Linked DNA regions of Mus musculus: region 1 is linked to region 2. A link is a contact called in public Hi-C data. All regions are on one chromosome and are shown on one strand. The core of a region is the stretch at or near the end of the contact, and the rest is flanking DNA. Distances in the headings are between cores, read along the strand shown. Region 1 overlaps Gm26885 (predicted gene, 26885). Region 2 overlaps Gm36199 (a long non-coding RNA gene).

The links. Hi-C and Micro-C count contacts between places; a contact is called where the count stands out from the background.
Region 1: a Hi-C map of bone marrow-derived macrophages shows a contact between it and region 2, with 155 read pairs. The contact joins two enhancer-like sites. A contact is called at or near these places in 3 of 15 datasets of contacts at CTCF or cohesin (the NIH/3T3 cell line and embryonic stem cells), 76 of 484 Hi-C or Micro-C datasets (B cells, B-cell progenitors, the BV-2 cell line and 49 more), 37 of 115 datasets of contacts at active chromatin or transcription factors (the 230-238 cell line, CD8 T cells, the HPC-7 cell line and 22 more) and 1 of 9 other capture datasets (bone marrow-derived macrophages).

The regions. Positions count from the first base shown.
Region 1 is chr17:29,476,400-29,480,620 of GRCm38.p6, forward strand. All of the region lies in intron 1 of Gm26885 (predicted gene, 26885), which reads right to left. Among named protein-coding and RNA genes, the nearest start is that of Gm41558, 5.0 kb to the right of the region's middle. Within about 2 kb of position 2,077, at least 35 of the 459 cell types and tissues checked have an H3K27ac peak or open chromatin away from gene starts, as enhancers often do. A contact at or near this core is called in Kupffer cells, bone marrow-derived dendritic cells, bone marrow-derived macrophages and 3 more, where this site is marked.
Region 2 is chr17:29,440,423-29,444,976 of GRCm38.p6, forward strand. The region is part of intron 2 of Gm36199 (a long non-coding RNA gene); the gene reads left to right. Among named protein-coding and RNA genes, the nearest start is that of Gm36486, 5.1 kb to the left of the region's middle. Within about 2 kb of position 1,804, at least 70 of the 459 cell types and tissues checked have an H3K27ac peak or open chromatin away from gene starts, as enhancers often do. A contact at or near this core is called in Kupffer cells, bone marrow-derived dendritic cells, bone marrow-derived macrophages and 3 more, where this site is marked.

The sequences.
Region 1 (4,221 bases), core at 827-3,326, 36 kb after region 2:
AAGGCGTGCACCACCACGACCGACCTCCTCCCCCCCACCCCCCTTTTATGTGAATCTTGAGGCAGAGTCTCAGTGAGTTACCTTGAATTTGAGATGCCCCAGCCTCAGCTTGTGGAAAAGTTGTCAGGGAAATCTCTCGCTTACTAGGGCTTTGACATGAAGAGCTGAAACCTGGGTTTCATTCACAACAGAAACCAATTACCCTCTTTGTTCTAGATGCTATAGCTTGCACATAGCTGTCTTCTCCTCCTTGTGTCTTCTCAAGGTTGTCTCTTGGTGTCCCAACCCTCCCTCCACCCGACCCCCACCTCTCTATTTTGAGGTACAGTCCTGTGCTTAACAGGCTGGCCTTGAACTCACAGAGCTCCACCTACCTCCGGATCTCTGGGTTTAAAAGCGTTTTGGAACACCACACTTAGGGAATCCAGGGAGGCTTAGGCAGGAGATTACTGTGAGTTCCAGGTCAGACTATACAACATCGAGACTCTGTCTCGAGTGAACAAACAAATAAAGAATGGGAAGCAGTGGTGGCAAAGGCATTTGTCACCAACCCTGAAGATGGCTATCCTTTGATATCCACAAGAACACAGTGGCACACCTTTAATCCCAGACAGGCAGAGCTCTGTGAGTTCAAATCCAGTCTGGTCTACATAGTATGAGTTGCAGAAACAGCTAGAGATTCATAGTGAGACCGAACACATAAGCTAAAAATGTACTTAAGCAAATCTATTTGGAGGAATTTTAAATCTATTTGCAAGCTGCAAGCTGGTAATCCGGGTATTTAGGAGCCTGAGGCAGGAAGATTGTAAACTGGATGCCAGTCCAAACAAATAAAAAGCAGCAACAACAACTGCCAGGCAGTGGTGGCGCACACCTTTGACCCCAGTACTTGGGAGGCAGAGGCAGGCGGATTTCTGAGTTTGAGGCCAGCCTGGTCTACAAAGTGAGTTCCAGGACAGCCAGGGCTACACAGAGAAACCCTGTCTCAGAAAACCAAAAAAAAAAAAAAAAGCAACAACAACAACAAAAACGCAAGCAGATGGTTGACATCCTCCCTGTCTTTCTCAGTTTCTGATGCTGTGGGTCTGGAATGGCCCAAATTTGCATTTCTGATCGGCTTGCAGGTGCTGGGGCTCGGGAGGACCACACACTTTCAGAAGCTTCCCCTTGCGAACCCGTGACTGGGGCGAAGCCGAACGGACAGGTGCGCAAAGCAGAGAAAGGCCATTTTCCATATCTGTTCTGAGAGAGGACTGGAAAGTCCCCACACACCTGAAAATTCCCCAGAAAAAGTTCTGGTTATCATAGTGGGCCAACTTGTAAACAGGTTACCGGAAAGTGCCTACATTGCCTGGACCATCAGCTTGCCCCCTTGCCAAGTAGAGCCTGTCCTTACTAGTAGTGGTGTCTCCGTGAGCACTGAAGCAGCCTGGGTACGTCCTAGCTGCCATAGAATTTTGACACGTCAGCCGTGTCTCTGTGACTTGGTGTCAGTCGTCTATAGAGCAGAGTGTGAGTGTGTGTGTGTGTTCCTATGCGTGAGTGTGAGTATGTGTGTGTGCATCCACAGGCATCTTCATGAAGGCCTGGGTGTGAATGGGCCATGGTGTGCTTGTGGAAATCAGAGGACAACTTCAGATGTGGCCTGGGTGCTTACCCCCCACCCAGAGTGAGGGTCTTTCTTTTGTTTGCTCTCAGCAGCCATGTCCGAGATTCTCCTGTCTCAGCTCCCATCTCTCCATGGAAGCATTGCTGACATTACTCCCTTGCCCAGCTGTGTGTAGATTTGAACTCAGCTCCCCTGCCCTTTCTAGACACTGAGTTATCTCCTAGCCCAGATGGGCAGCTCTTTAAATATCATCACAGCTTTCAATCTTTGTGTGTGTGGATCATAAATGCCTATGTGTGTATACACGTAAAATAAATGACCATTAAACAGAGGCAAGGACCATGTCTTTGTTTCTTCTCCATTCTTTTCTGCTTCCCAGAATTTTGGGCAGTGTCTTGAACGTTGCAGCCATTCCTATTAGTTACTTCCTCATTTTGTCAAGATTAGTCAGTACTAGGGCATGACCTGGGAGAGTCACATTTGTTGAGACAAGGTCTCACAGTGTAGCTCTGGCTAGCCTCCAATTCACTAAATACACCAGGCAGGCTTCAAACTCACAGAGATCCTCCTGCCTCTGCTTCCTCGGTGTTGGGATTAAAGACTTGAGGCAAATATCTTTTATTTGTCCTGTGACAATTTCATACACGCAAACACAATCTATCCTAATCATATGCTTCCCAAGTGCCCTCTGGGTGCTGCGCGCTGGTCAGGGGTGGGGGTTACGGGCGGGGCTTAATATAGACTTCTGGTTTCAGGCTGAGCATTCAACATTCACTTATTTCCAGACTTTAGTTAGTTATGAGTCTGTGCATCAGCTGCTGCTCACAGCAGATAAACTTCCCGGGACAATGTTCACTCGTTCACTCTCTTTCTTTCTTTCTTTCTTTCTTTCTTTCTTTCTTTTTTCTTTTTTTTTTTTTTCCGAGACAGGGTTTCTCTGTGTAGCCCTGGCTGTCCTGGAACTCACTTTGTAGACCAGGGTGGCCTCGAACTCAGAAATCAGCCTGCCTCTGCCTCCCGAGTGCTGGGATTAAAGGCGTGCACCACCACTGCCCGGCTTTTTTCTTTCTTTTCTTTTCTCCTTTCTTCTCTTCCTTCCTTCCTTTCTTCCTTCCTTTCTTTCTTCTTCCCTTTCCTCCCCTCTCCTCCCCTTTCCTCCCCTCTCCTCCCCTCTCCTCCCCTCTCCTCCCCTCCCCTCCCCTCTCCTCTCCTCTCCTCTCCTTTCCTTTCTTCCCTCCCTCCTGTCCTCCTCTTCTCCTTTACCTCTCCCTCCTCTCTTCCTCTCCCCTCCTCCTCCCTCCTTTTCTCCCTTTCTCCCTATCTTCTCCTCTTCCTCCCCTCCCCTTCTTCTTCCTCCTCCTCTTCTGCTACTGCTGCTGTTCACCCTCCCTCCCCTCCTCCTCCTCCCCCCTCCTCCTTCTTCTCACCTTCTTAGACAAAAGGGTCTCACTGTGTAGACCTGACTGTCCTGGAACTCCTATGTAGACTAGGATGGCCTTGAACTCACAGAGATCTAAGAGTCTATGCCTCTCTCTGCTGGGATTAAAGGCATTCCATCCTATGCCTAGTCCAGGACCAGTGTATCAGCCTGCCCTATGCTCTATTAGTGCTTCATCATGGAGGCAGATCTCAGCCCTGGCTTCCTGTGATGCTCAGGTGCCATTTCTCCTGGGCACAACAGTCTGCCTGTTATCCCACGTCCTGGTTCTCTTGAAGATGGGCCTTTACTGTCTGTGACCTGAGTGTGCTTTCTAACAGACAGCAACACCCCAGGCATCTCCCAGGAATGAATGATGGCTTGCATCTAAGTCACCTGTGGTCCTTGGGCAAGTTATTTCATTTTCTAGGTATGCTAGCAATTAAGAGAATTAGAGAAAAATATGCACATATGGGCCATATGGATATACATGAATATGTATGTGCCATATGTGCCGTAGAAAAGGATTAATTAACACACAGCTAATATTAGATAGCAGTTGGACACAGCCATGTATACCTGTAATCCAATGACAGTGACAGGGGAGGCTAAGGAAGGAGGCCTGCATGCAGTAGCTTCAAGCTCAGCCTGGTCTACATAGTGACCCCCAGGCCAGCTAGGAATCAGGTGAAACCCTGTTTCAACTGCTCACCCTCCGAAAAGCTAGATTTTATGTGTTTTATTTGTTTGCAATGGTAAGACAGGGTCTCATGTTGTTCAGGCTGTGGTTGAACTCCCTTTGTAGCCCTAGATAATCTTTTTTTTTAAATTGTCTTTATTTGTTTGTTTTCGAGACAAGGTTTCTCTGTGTAGCCCTGGCTGTCCTGGAACTCACTTTGTAGACCAGGCTGGCCTGGAACTCAGAAATCTGCCTGCCTCTGTCCCCCAAGTGCTGGGCTTAAAGGCGTGCACCACTGCTGTTCAGCTAGCCAAAGATAATCTTAACCCCCACTTCTCCTGCCTCCACCTCTGAGGCCTGGGGTGACACTCAGGTTCCACCCTGCCTGGCATAGATATTATTCTTCATTGGATCACACCTCACACCTTCTTCACTGGGCCTCTGCTTTAGGAAACTGGTTATCTTTTTATTCATTTATTTATAGCTATTTATTTCTAGTGTTGGGGAAAGAATCCA
Region 2 (4,554 bases), core at 554-3,053:
GGGGATGTAGTTCAGTCCTTAGAGTGCTTGCCAAGTGTTCAGGAAGACCTGGGTTCAATTCCCAGCTGCATATAAAATCCAGCAGGGGCAACTGGAGCCTGGCTGTCTGTACAACTCATACATGGGAGACAGCAGAGGGTTAAAAGCCATCCTGCCTTTCCCCAGGCCCCAGAGGCAGGCAGTCTCTTTGATCCCCCAGTTTTATCCATCCAGAATACTTTCAGGAGAGGAAAACAGGAAGTATCCCTATGATAGCCCTTGCTGGTGTGCTCTCTCTCTCTCCCACTGCTCCCAATGGGAAGTGGGGTTGGAGGTGGTCCTCTGGGTCACATTTTGTCAGGAAGCCAGCCTCCTTCCTTTCAAATAACAGGGCTTCCAAAGGGACAGATGAATATCTTCTTCCCTGCTGCAGAGAGAAAGATGTGGCCACAGAGAGTAAGGCAGACCAGCTCTTTAGTGGTACAGGTCACCATTACTGCCTTGTAAGTGAATGCAGAAGGAGCCCTTCTTTGCTTTCATTCATTCATCCACCAATTCATTTGTTCATCCATTCATTCAGTTCTCCCCAAGTGCTGACTAGCCTGAGTGCTGTGGTCACAGGTGTCCTGGGCTTCCTGCACCTTAGGAAAGCACTCTCACCGTCCTAGCTGCATCTCTGGTGACACTAGTCAGATTTCTGTACTTTTTCTTTCTCTTGTTCTTGTTCTTTGGTGACAGTGAACTGTGTGCTGTGTGGCTGGAAGAGCAGAGCTATGTAGCTATGCAGAGCAGGCTGGCCTTGAACTCATGGACTCTGCCTCTGCAGTGGAAGAGTGTTAGGATTAAAGGCAGGCACAACTATGACAAAGCTTTAGTACAAATTCCAAGCTGGACCGGAGTGACACACATTTTTAATTCCAGCACTGGGGAGGCAGAGGCAGGCAGGTCTGTGAGTTTCAGGCCAACCTGGTCTACAAAGTAAGTTTTGGGACATCCAGGGCTACACAGAAAAACCCTGTCTTAAAATAAAATAAAATAAAATAAAATAAAATAAACCTTTCTGTAAGAACCTGGTATGGTAGGCATGGGTCTGTAAGCCCTGTATCCTGGAGGCTGAGGCCTTAGTGAATTTCAGTTCTTTACCAACCAGAGCTACAAGGAGAGACCCTGTCTTCAAGAGGCTGGAAGAAAAATGTGTTCGTGGGCCACAATTGTCCTCAAGCCAATGCCTTAGAAGTCATCAGGAGGATAGCAGAGAGACATTATCTAATCTCTTTTCCTGTTATAAATGAGGAAGCTGAGGCACACCCTGGCTTAGCCAAGGTGTCCAGAGATCTTCAGGAGCTGAGTGTATGCCAGAATCCCCGGAGAACAGCACCCTTTGACCTTTGAACCCTCCCTTGCTGTGGGTGTCAGCACTTACCTGGTCTTGGGCAACTGAGGGGCCCCTTCCCCCGCTTTGCCATTCCTAACTCCCAGGCCTCTTTTTGAGGTTGCCCTAGGGATGAAGACTGGGCCAGAGTTAGCTAGGTACATGCTGAACCTCCAATCAAGGCGTTCATCTTGTTTAGGAGGCTGGGTGGGCTGGGGTCCCCATTGCTTGGATTTTTTTTCTCCCACCCCATTCCTGGACAAGGTAGGCAAGCATTCCAGAGTTGAACTCCATCCCTAACCCCCCAGCACTCCAGTTTGTTCTTGAAGGCAATTCTGAGCTTGCAGCATCTTGATTGGGCTTTAGCACATCCGGCAGCCTCCTCCGGAGGCAGAAGAGGAAAGCCTCACAGTGGAGCCAGGATTTCCAGTAACACAGAACCGAAAGTAAAGGGGGAAGCCAGGCTGGAGTGAGCGCCTATCATGCTTATCACGCCTTGCCCTAGGGAACAAAGGACAGGAGCATCAGGAGTTCTAGTCAGGCTTCGGCTAAACCCTTGGGACACTCTGGTCTTTATGACAGTGTCTTCTGCCTCAGAGCAGTCCTGGAGGAATCAGGCTCCGGCCTTGGTACTTAGCCCAGACTGACCTCTGATTGAGAAACCTTCTGCTTTGAACTCTTTTGAGTGTTGGGATTACAGGCAGGTTCCAGCATCCTTGGCTGGGTTCCATTTTCCTTACAGCTAACATCAGGCTCTCCTGAGGTGAGCAGTGAAGGAGGCACTTTGAAAAGTCACGGTCTGGGGCTTGGGATACAGGTCTGTGGTAGGCTGCCTTCTTAGGCTATGCAAGGCTCTGGGTAATATCTTAGGTACTAGCCGGGCGTGGTGGCGCACGCCTTTAACCCCAGCACTCGGGAGGCAGAGGCAGGCGGATTTCTGAGTTCGAGCACAGCCTGGTCTGCAAAGTGAGTTCCAGGACAGCCAGGGCTATACAGAGAAACCCTGTCGCTAAAAAACCACACACACACACACACACACAAATCTTAGGGACTGAGGGGTGGGGGGTGGGGAGAGATAGAAAGAAACAAAGACAGATGGACCTGTGGATGTGCCTCAGTTGGTACAGTGCTTGCTTAGAATGCTCAAAGGCCCAGGTTCCATCTGCACATAAGCACGGTGTGCCGCTACATCCCCGTGCTCCAAGCTTGCAGGGATGGAGGCAGGAAGATCAAAGGGTATCTCTGAGTTCGAGGCCAGCCTGGTCTACAGAGTGAGTTCCAGGACAGCCAGAGCTACACAGAGAAACCCTGTCTGGAAAAACTAACCAAACAAACAAACAAAAAAAGAATGGAGCATCCATCCACAGTGAAAGAATAGACCTTGTTGTTAGAGGTTCTTTCTGCTTTGAGTTGGGCCTTCGAGAGACGGTCTCCATTGATGTCTGGCAAGACCTCAGACACCATGGCCGGCTTCCTCCATGGTATCTCATTGCTAACTGGAGAATCAGCATGCTCTCCAGTCCATGAGTTCCAGTTCCCAGTGCCCCATCTCCCCTTCTGCAGAGGCACTATTTTCTGGCTCATTTTATGGGTGAGAAATCAGAAGGGGGGGGGGGGCTGGAGAGATGGCTCAGTGGTTAAGACTGCTCTTCCAAAGGTCCTGAGTTCAAATCCCAGAAACCACATGGTGGCTCACAACCGTCCATAATAAGATCTGACACCCTCTTCTGGAGTGTCTGAAGACAGCTATAGTGTACTCACATATAATAAATAAATAAATCTTAAAAAGGGGGGGGCTGTAGAGATGGCTTAGTGGTTAAGAGCACCGATTGCTCTTCCGAAGGTCCTGAGTTCAAATCCCAGCAACCACGTGGAAAAAGAGAGAGAGAGAGAGAGAGAGAGAGAGAGAGAGAGAGAGAAAAGAAATCAGAAGCGAAGAGACCATTAGGCAAGTGGCCTCTGATTCTACAGCTGGGACTCCATCATTGGTGGTTGGGACTATTTCAGGCCCCCTTGCCTGTCTTCTCTGGGAGTCCCAAGGGTTCTATCAGCAGCTGGCAGCTGAGACCTGGCAAGTCCACTTGGGTGAGGAGAGCAGATCAACTTCTTATTAGCCTTGTGACCCAAGCCAGTCACATGCGTGGAGGCCTCAGTCCGGCTGCAAGAGCCTTGATAATAAACTACTCCACCTACCTCAGGGGTGATGTGAGGGTTCCAAGAAATCAGAGACATTGCAGTGCTTGGAATCAGCTGTAATGGGGAACAGAAACAGACAGGGGCGACTTCTTCGGAAAAGCAAGTAGCAGAGTTTTATCATCTGCCATGGCCCCATAGCTCCCCAGCCTGTCTCCAAGGCCTCCGGTGTCAGAAGTTAGAACCTTGTGCTCTAGTGTCTTGTACCATTTAGCATTCCTCCTTGGGTTTCTTTTTATTCTTTTAACCTGAAATTATTTTATTTCTGTGTGTGATGGTTTTGCTTGAACATTTGCTGTCTGCCACATGCCAGCCTGGTGCCTTCAGAGGTCAAAAGAGGGCCTCAGGTCCCCTGGAACTCAAGTTATAAGAAGTTGTAAGAGTGTGTGTGTGAAGTTGTGTGTGAGTGTGAGTGTGTGTGTGTGTGTGTGTGTGTGTGTGTGTGTGTATAAAATCTTTTTTTTTTTTTTCGAGACAGGGTTTCTCTGTTTAGCCTTGGCTGTCCTGGAACTCACTCTGTAGACCAGGCTGGTCTCGAACTCTGCCTGCTGGGATTAAAGGCGTGCGCCACCACTGCCTGGCAATAAATCTGTTTTTAAAAAAATAAAGAAGTTGTGAAGTGCAGTGTGGATGCTGAGAGTCCAACCCAGATCTCTGCCAGAGCAGCCTGTGCCCTTAATCTGAGAACCTGCCCCCCAACCCCCACCCACTTTGTTTTGCAACAGGGACTCACTATGTAGCCCTGGCTAGTCATGAACTAGCTGGCCTCAGATTCACAGGGACCCACCTACCTATGTCCCTATGGTGCTAGAACAAAGGAATGCCTTACCACACCCCTACTTATTCATATGTTTGCTTGTTTGTTTGTTTGTTTGTCTGCTGTAGACAGAATATCTTGTATCATGGGATGATCTGGAATTCCTGACCCTCCTGCATCCATCTTTCAAGTTGGAGGATTGCACTTGTATACCATCACACACATGCACACGCACAGGGACACACACACACAC